3 separate regions of the Sus scrofa genome follow, and all the other regions are linked to region 3. The links are chromatin contacts, called in public Hi-C and HiChIP or PLAC-seq maps. All regions are on one chromosome and are shown on one strand. Each heading gives the region's core, a stretch centred on a gene start, on an enhancer-like site or on the middle of the called end of the contact. The rest is flanking DNA. Distances are from core to core; before and after follow the strand shown. Region 1 holds the start of OGDH (2-oxoglutarate dehydrogenase, mitochondrial). Region 2 holds the start of TBRG4 (transforming growth factor beta regulator 4). Region 3 holds the start of PURB (transcriptional activator protein Pur-beta).

Region 1 (2,700 bases), core at 75-2,574, 170 kb before region 3:
CTGCTCGGATCAGATCTTGTATTGCTAGGCTGGCAGCTACAGCTCTGATTCAACTCCTAGCTGGAGAATTCCATATGATGCATTGCAGCCATTAAAAAAAAAAAAAAAAAGGAAGGAATAAAAAGTAGAGTTAAAGATATGTTATCATGATATGAAGCTTTCTTCTTGCTGTAATGAAAACTGAAGAAATCTTGAATAAGGACTGAAGTAAGGGCTTCCTCAGTATGTGATTGAATACAGCCTACCATGCTTCATCAGTTCTGAGTTGCTTTTTCTCGTTGTGAACTACAGTTGCCTCTGACTGTGAACTGGAGATTGGCACTTGCCATCTGCCTCTGCAGAGCTTGACTCATGAGCCACTGCAGCTGCTGACCCTCCACAGCCCCTTCGAGGAGCTCAGGGGGGAGCTCAGGAATGAGGCACTTTGTGCTCTGGAAAAACTGGCAGAACAGGTCTTCAGATGGTTAGATACTTTCAGAAAAAGATTTTATGAGCCCGGTTCGTGCATCTCCTCATAGCTAGAAAAGCACTGAAATCCTTCATGGTGACGTCTGCTCCTCCTGTCGAGCAGTAACCCTCAGACTTCTGTAAAACGTGTGCTGGGTAGCATGTACCTCCCTCCTCACCAAAACCACATGTATGCTGACATTTCCCTCCCTCCTTGCAGCGGTATCTCAGAGCTAACTGCAACAGCTGCCTCCCCAGTTGTAGCCCTCATTTCGTCCGCAATAAAACTTAACACTCAACCTTCAGGTTGTGCGTATTTTTCAGGTCAACTTTAAGATGGAGCTATCCTAACCCTTTTTTTTTTCTCTCTTTCTTATCAGGTCGGTATCACACTTGTGAGCAGGTGGCAAAGTAATATAACCTCTTAAAGCAGACGACCGCTTTTAGTCCATGAAATGATACACCCGTCCATGCACCAAGTGAAGACCCAGGAGTCCCACTTGGGAAACCCTTAGGTCAGCGCTGGGCCCCCCTGATTCTCACTCCGCCCGGCCGCTGCCCCGCAGCGCTCAGTCATGCAGTGCTGACCAAGGTTCCTCTCAGTCTGACAATACAGGCCAGGTCAGCTTAGCTCTGATCAGAGGACGCCTAAAAGCCCACTGCAGGAGGCATTACTAGGCAACGCGAAGACCCTCTTTTTCAAAAGACCCGGCATTCAGGCCGGTGGGGACCAATCCAGGCACCGCTTAGCTGTGGCCCCGGACGCACAGCCAGGCCCAGCGAGGTGCCCGAACCGAGCACAAGAGCGCCGCGGGCGCAACTCTGTGACGTCAAGCCCCGGCCCGCCCTGCTCACTGGGCAGAGGCGGCCCCTTTCTTCCCAGGGCGGGGCGGCGTGCTGACGCCACACGCCGGGGCGTGGCCGAGAGTTTAGTACCCCGGAGTGGGGTGTCGGCGCCTCATTCGGGTGGAGCTGAGCCGAAGACAGGTAGGCGCGCGCTGCCGCCGGGCCTCGCTGGGTTTGGGAGGTTCCGTGCTGGTGGGGCAGGAGGCGGGGGTCACGGCTGAGGACAAGGCCGCTGCGCTCTCGTTGTCGCTGGCTCCCTGATGACAGGGAGTGAAGCTGGCTGGAGCAGGGCGTACTGGGGGAGGTGGGTGGGACGGGGCCTGACGGACGGGCGTGGCAGCCAATGGTGCGCTGGGCGCCTGCAGGCGGGCGGAGATTGGCGGGTGCGGGCGTGCGCGGAAGTTGCGCGGGGCGCGGAGCGGCGCCCCATTGGTGGAGGCGGAGGCGGGGGTGGGCCGCGCGGCGGATGTGAGAGAACGGGCGCCGCTGCCGGGGTGACCCCCAAGGTCGAGGAGGCGTCACGTGGGAGTCACCCGGCAGTGTCCTCTGCCCGCCTGGACGGATGGAAGGGTGGCGCGCCCTTGAAGAAGCGGCTGCGAATTGTGGGCAGTACGCCTTTCCCACAGCGTGGACGGCACGGGTCGGCTTCTGATCGGACTGTCCCTACGCTCCTGGGGTGAACCCTTGAGGGACGGATTACCCCGCAGGCCCCCCACTCTCCCCTGTAAGCCTCCCTGTATTCTTTGGGGTGACGCCGTACTCAGTAGCCTACAATACTCAGCACCCCTTCTTACTCTCCTCCCTGCACTCCTGGGGTGAGGTCTTAAGTGGATCACCCTGCAGTATCCGCAGTATTCAATACTCCACCGTACCCATCCTCTCTGCTCACTCTTGGGGTGGACCCTTGAGTGATTACCCGCAGCACCCACTGTATTCGTCACCTCCACGGTACTCAGTAAGTACCGCACTGTTGAGCACCACACCACACCTTCTTTCTCTGTGCTCCTCAGGTTGATGCCCTGGATGAGTGGATTGTTCTGCAACACACTGCTGTACTCGGTATCCCTCCTTACTCATGTTTGTACCAGACCTCCCTGTGAGCTCTTTAGGGTGGTACCCTTGAGTAGACTACCCTGCAGTACCCTACCGTACTCAGTACCCCCACCATACTCCTCCTTCCAGGTGTTTGATAGCTCATGTTGCAATGAAGGATATCTCTTGGAGGAACATACTAATCCGTGCACCCTTCCCCTTTGGCAAAGCTCCCTGACCTCAGTGCAGATTGTGTACTGAGACAGTAGAAAAGACTGCGTAGATAAGAACCTGCTATCTCTGCCCTTTGCCCAGAACAGGGGAGCGGTGACTCAGGCCCAAGGAATGAACAATGTCTTGGGGTTTCTTGTGCCT
Region 2 (2,846 bases), core at 207-2,706, 140 kb after region 3:
TTTTTTTTTTTTTGGTCTTTTTCATCTCTTCAGGGCTGCGCCTGTGGCATATGGAATTTCCCAGGCTGGGGGGTTGAATCAGAGCTCTAACTGCCGGCCTGTATCACAGCCACAGCAATGCTGGATCCGAGCTGTGTCTGCGACCTACACCAGAACTCATGGCAATGCTGGATCCTTAATCCACGGAGAGAGGCCAGGGATTGAACCTGCAACCTCATGGCTCCTAGTCTGATTCATTTCCCCTGTGCCACGACGGGAACTACTTTTTTTTTTTCTTTTGGAGACAGAATATTTTAAATTAGACTACTCCTGGAAAACCCTGGACATATAATCCATACATATCCCAGAACTCCTGAGGTGTAGAAATATTTTAATACTTACAGACATGTGAGTGAACCTCCCCAAACCAACTTACGGTATTACACCACTGACATACTAAACACACATACATCCCTTCTAAGAGCCAAATTCCCTAACCAACTATAAAAAGCACTTCTTAATATGGCCCAGAATTATATTCCCAGTTTTACCTCTTCTTCCTCCCTGGAACACACGCCCTCAGTCTAAACAGGCCTTGCACTTTCATTACACCTTGGTAGGGCAAGGCAGGGCAGGGCAGGGTAAGGCCTGTTGCCTCTCTCTTTTTTTTTAACCCCAACACAGGGCACAGGAAATCACTCTCCACCTTTCCACACCCAGACAAAACCTTACCTACCCCATGAATTTGTTACATATCCCGATGCCGCTGCTTTCAACAATTCTGTCCTGCTCACCAGTGTGATTAACTGACCTCGTAAGGCACCGCCCGGGAACGACAAAAGGTTAACCTGGGCCTCTCCGGTGCCAAAGCAGAGAGCGTGTGGGATCTTCGACCCAGTTCTGAGACATTTTATTTTTATAAGAGCTGATCATGGCAGCTGTAAAATGCTTTAACAAAGAGGCTCAGCGAGAAGGAACACTGGCCCAAGGGCAATATGCACCTCCCACGGAGCCCCAGCAGCGGGGAAGGACCGGAAGCGTTCCCTACTGAAGGCAGCCCAACGAGCTGGGTAAGTAACAAGTTGAGAAGCCCAACTGGATTTACGGAAACACCAACCCGGAACCTCGGCCCTCGGGCTTAGAACGACCCGCACGAAGGCCAGCGGGGTAGACGCCGAGGGCCAAAGCGTGGCTCGCAGGTGGGTACGCCGCACCTCGGGAGAGGGAGCGTGCGCACGAGCGCGCGCGGCTCAGAACAGGGCCCAGCCCCTGCCCCGCACCCCTAACCCCTCCATCCCAGCGCGCCCTCCCGGTCTCCTCTCCTGGCCACGCCCCCCTTGCCTTCAGGACCCCCTCCCCCCGGGCCCCGAGACCTACGGCGCCACCGCCGCCGCCGTCACGAGCGCCGCCGCTGACCTCCATGCGCCCGAGCACGGCCCTCGTTCCACACGGCGCGGCGCGCTCGCTTTCGTCACTCGGAGCGCCGCCGGAAGCGAGGCTCGCCGCCCGCCTCCGGGCCAGAAGTCGCTCCCGCTTCCGTTTCCCTGCCGCTGACTTCCGGTCGGGTGCCATCTTTGCTGAGGGCGCAAACTGGCTAATGGGAAGGGAAGTGACGGACCGTCGTGGAACGGTGTCGGGAGAATGGGCGGGGAAAGAGTAAAAGGCTCGGAAATAAAGGCTAGGAGGCTGGGGCGCCCGCCAGTCAGTCCCCAGCCCCCATTCGGAGTGCAGGAGGCGACCCTCAGTCGTCGGTTGTCCTCACCCCGCCTCCCCCGCCTCTCCTGCCTGCCCCGCGCGCCTCTCCCAGTTGATTGAGAAGCGCCGTCTGCAAACTGCCCAGGGGTGGGCTGGGCTCTGACCCGGTGGGCGGCCGCTCGGTATAGGTGTGCCGAAAGGTAGGCACGATTTGCTTAGATCTTGCAGTTTTTCCAGAAAAGAACCTAGGACTCTGGAATTTTAAGTGCAATGTACTGATTTTTGAGTATTGACTTTTAATTTTATAAAAGAATGAAAGTGCGGGGAAAGCCAAACAAGAGGTCTGTAAAGAGACTCAATTAATTTTTCTTCCTGCAGAAGTTTTTATTTCCTTGATATAAAGAATTGTCTTGTTGCGGTTTAAGATTCCACGTATTTATTGCAAATTCTCCCCAAGATCCGTCTCCAGTTGTCTAAGTCTCTCGAGATGTTCCAACACTTCACATACGTCATACATTTAATCTTAACTGAGGAAGTTTCTTCCTGAGCCTTCTGACCTCCAGGGCGTATTATCACCACTATGTTCTCAGGGCAGGTGTCATCCTGGGAGTCTCCCTTTACCACGTCCTAAGTGTTCCTTTTGCTTCTCTCTCATTTCCTAGGTCTTTTATCGTATTTCTTGGTTTATCCCCTTGTTTGGGTAGAGCACATTTTCCAGTACCTCTGTGAGAGAGGATGCCAAGGAGGTAAGTTTTAAAGGCCTTTTGCAGGTTTAGAATGTCTTTATTATATCCTCCTGCCTGATTGATAGTTTGCCTGCATATTTTATCACTTTTTTTTTAATTTTTATTTTTTGGCCTCTCTCACAGCATAGGAAAGTTCCTGGGCCAGGGATGGAACCTGAACCACAGTGGTGACCTGAGGCTCAGCAGGGACAATGCCGAGTCTTTAACTGCTAGGCCACAGGGACCCCCTGGCTGGGTATTTTAGAAGTCATTTCCTGATTTCGAAGGCTACTCTGTGAACCTCTAGCTCGTTAGTGTCTCACGTTTACGAGGCGTCCAGAAGTTGTATGTGAGGTGTTTGTTCCCCCTCCCTCCCTCCCTACATTTAGAACTGCCACAGTCATTGGATTTTTGCAAGGTAACCCTGCTCTTGCAGAGGGCTGAGGC
Region 3 (2,781 bases), core at 264-2,763:
ACCCAGGTACAACACAAACTCAACTGTCAGCAATGGGTCTGGGTAACTCGAAGGTGTTCCTTGGCCAATGTGCAAGGATCTGACCCACCCAGGGTTCAGGAACCTCAGCTGGGAAGCAACAGAAGCTGAGACTGTTTTGCTCAGGTGAGGAGACGCTGTTGTTTTGTCTTCTCTCCTCTCTTTGCAGGTTGCTGTCAGTATCTTGGAACTTCACTGCTTTTCGCTAAGTGTCCGTGACGGTTCTCTTCTGGTTACTTCTCTTAATTAACTATATTACTTTAAATTTTGTTTTCTCCCTCTGGGGCCTCCCTCGCTCCCCCTCCTCTAGCTCACTGGGGGATGAACAGGAAGGGGAGCTCTCTAGCCAAGGGGACGGTGGTGGGGTGGAGAGGCCCGTAGGGAAAGCTGCGCGTTTCAGTCCTCATCCACCTCCTCTCCCTCCGACTCGTCTCCGCCGCGTCGCTCATAAAGCTTATCCCTCTGCCGCTCCTGGATCTCTTTCATCTCATCCGCATACCGGCAAAAGGCGCCCCCGAACTTGCCCCACGCCTTGAAGGGGACGGTGATGGCGTTGCGGTAGGAAGGCTTTACCTCGCTCACGCGCAGGAACACTCCGTACTTGTTGCAGCCCACGTCGAAGAAGAAACGCTTGGAGTCCACCGTGATGGAGGTGCCTTCCGGAAGCTCTCCGTAGAGGCCGCCCCCGGGGCCCCCGGCGCCGCCGCCCGGGCCCCCTGCCAGCTCGTCGTCCTCGCCGCCGTAGTCGTCGATGAGCTTGGCCAGCGCGTCGCGGAACTCGATGAGGCCCTGCGCGGGCAGCGCAATGGTCTGGCCGCTCTGCAGGCCGCCGGGCCCGGGGCCGCCGCCGCCGCGGTTGACCGTCTGGCGGATACGCAGGAAGCGGCCACGCTGGTTCTCCTTGAGGTCCAGGTAGTACTTGCGGTTCTCGCGCACCAGGAACTCGCTCTTGAGCGCGCGCCGCGGCCCACCGCCCTCCTCGGCGCCCGCCGCCGCTGCCACCTGCTCGGGGCTGCTGGGGCCCAGCTGCGCGTAGTGCTCGATGAAGTCGCCCAGGTAGTCGCGGAACTCGGCGGCCACCGCCATGGACAGGGTGAGGCGGCTCTTGGAGCCGCCCGCGCCCACCTCGGCGATCTTGAGGAAGCGACCCTTGGCGTTCTGCTTCACGTCCAGGTAGAAGCGTTTGTTCTGGATGTCCAGCCGCTTCGAGGCCAGCTCCTGCGTCTCCTGCTCGCCGCCGCCGCCGCGGGACGCGGGCTGGAAGCCGCCGGGCCCGCCGCCGCCGCCGCCGCCGCGCTCGCTGCCACTATCGCCGTCCGCCATCTTCTCGGCTTCCGCCGCCACCGCGCCCAGGCCGCCGCCCGCCGCCCGCCTCGCTCGCGCCCCCGCCCTCCGCCCTGCGGCTCGCTCTCCGGGGCCCCCCAGCCTCGCCCGCCGGCCTGCTCACGCGCTCCCGCTGCTCATCGCCGGCCGCCGCCGCCACCCCCCATCGCCCCCGCGCCCCGCCCCGCCACTTCCGGCGGGCCCGCTTCCGGCGCGCGCTTCCGTGACACCACCCCCGCCCCGCCCATTACGTCTTCGCTGCCGGAAGTGTCGAGCGCGGCGGCGGCGGGGCGCAGGGCAGTGACGTCACGGGGCCGCAGGCGCGGGGCGGAGGACCCGAGGGGTAGGCTGGGAAGGATCCCTGGGAAGCTTAAGGGTGTTGGAAATAGTGTGCGCTTGTTTGTGATGGTGGCTTCACAGATGTGCCAAAACCTTTGAAATGTACTCTTTGAATAAGTGCGGTTTATTCTAGGGAAATTATACCGAATACAGTTATTATTTGTAAACAGAGGAATTAAAGGAGAGAGGATGTTGAGGTCGTCTGCGTTAAGAACTACAACGGGGGAGTTCCCGTCGTGGCGCAGTGGTTAACGAATCCGACTAGGAACCATGAGGTTGCGGGTTCGGTCCCTGCCCTTGCTCAGTGGGGTTAACGATCCGGCGTTGCCATGAGCTGTAGTGTAGGTTGCAGACGCGGCTCGGATCCCGCGTTGCTGTGGCTGTGGTGTAGGCCGGCAGCTATAGCTCCGATTCAACCCCTAGCCTGGGAACCTCCATATGCCGTGGGAGCGGCCCAAGAAATAGCAAAAAGACAAAAAAAAAAAAAAAAAAAAAAAGAACTAAAACGAGTTTTATAGGATTGCTGGACAGTAATCTGTGAGTAATGTTTAGCATGATACCTGAGTTATAGTGATGCTCACTAAGTGTGGCCTCTTGCCTTTTTTTCCTATAGTGCCTGAAACATACATGATAATATCATCTTCACCATGACAACAACGTAAGAAAAAATGAAGGACTCAACTAAGCAGTGGTAGTGGGGCTGAAGCGCCTAGGAAGGAGTTAACTTTTATCAAATACCTATGTACAGGTACTGACAACCATTTTGCGCGGAAGAATTCGTGTGTCCATGTTCACGTTGTGTGGAGAAACCGGAATGGATTTAAAAATTGGTTCCCACTGTGGCCCATTGGGTTGAGACTCTGACTGCAGCCGCTTGGGTCCCTGCGGAGGCACGGGCTGGATCCCTGGCAGGGGCAGTGTGTTAAAGGATCCAGTGTGGCCTCAGCTACAGTGGCTGTGGCCAGCGATCAGTCTTTGCCCCTGAACTTCCACATGCCTCCACCCGCCTTAAAAAAAAAGTGCAAAGCATGTCTTTCCATGGGAGGAGGTGTGTGCTGAGAGTCACTCTACGTGGGTCTGAACCCCATTGTAGCTGTGAGG

The links. Hi-C and Micro-C count contacts between places; a contact is called where the count stands out from the background. HiChIP or PLAC-seq counts read pairs in DNA pulled down with a chosen protein or histone mark.
Region 1: an H3K27ac HiChIP or PLAC-seq map of skeletal muscle shows a contact between it and region 3, with 2.6 times the contacts expected there. The contact joins the promoter of OGDH here to the promoter of PURB in region 3. A contact is called at or near these places in 1 of 5 promoter capture datasets (fetal liver), 5 of 47 Hi-C or Micro-C datasets (blood, heart right ventricle, liver and 1 more) and 2 of 2 datasets of contacts at active chromatin or transcription factors (alveolar macrophages and skeletal muscle).
Region 2: a contact with region 3 is called in a Hi-C map of liver, with 9 times the contacts expected there. The contact joins the promoter of TBRG4 here to the promoter of PURB in region 3. A contact is called at or near these places in 2 of 47 Hi-C or Micro-C datasets (heart right ventricle and liver).

The regions. Positions count from the first base shown.
Region 1 is chr18:50,683,614-50,686,313 of Sscrofa11.1, reverse strand. It overlaps OGDH (2-oxoglutarate dehydrogenase, mitochondrial), which reads left to right and starts at 1,324. Exons shown (of 23, transcript XM_021079062.1): 1 at 1,324-1,434.
Region 2 is chr18:50,365,508-50,368,353 of Sscrofa11.1, reverse strand. It overlaps TBRG4 (transforming growth factor beta regulator 4), which reads right to left and starts at 1,456. Exons shown (of 11, transcript NM_001123101.2): 1 at 1,357-1,456. It also overlaps a transcript of RAMP3 not described here.
Region 3 is chr18:50,508,742-50,511,522 of Sscrofa11.1, reverse strand. It overlaps PURB (transcriptional activator protein Pur-beta), which reads right to left and starts at 1,513. Exons shown (of 1, transcript XM_013985807.2): 1 at 1-1,513. The coding sequence starts at 1,341. The coding sequence ends at 415. It overlaps LOC106506854 (a long non-coding RNA gene), which reads left to right and starts at 1,691. Exons shown (of 5, transcript XR_002340473.1): 1 at 1,691-1,782; 2 at 2,294-2,428.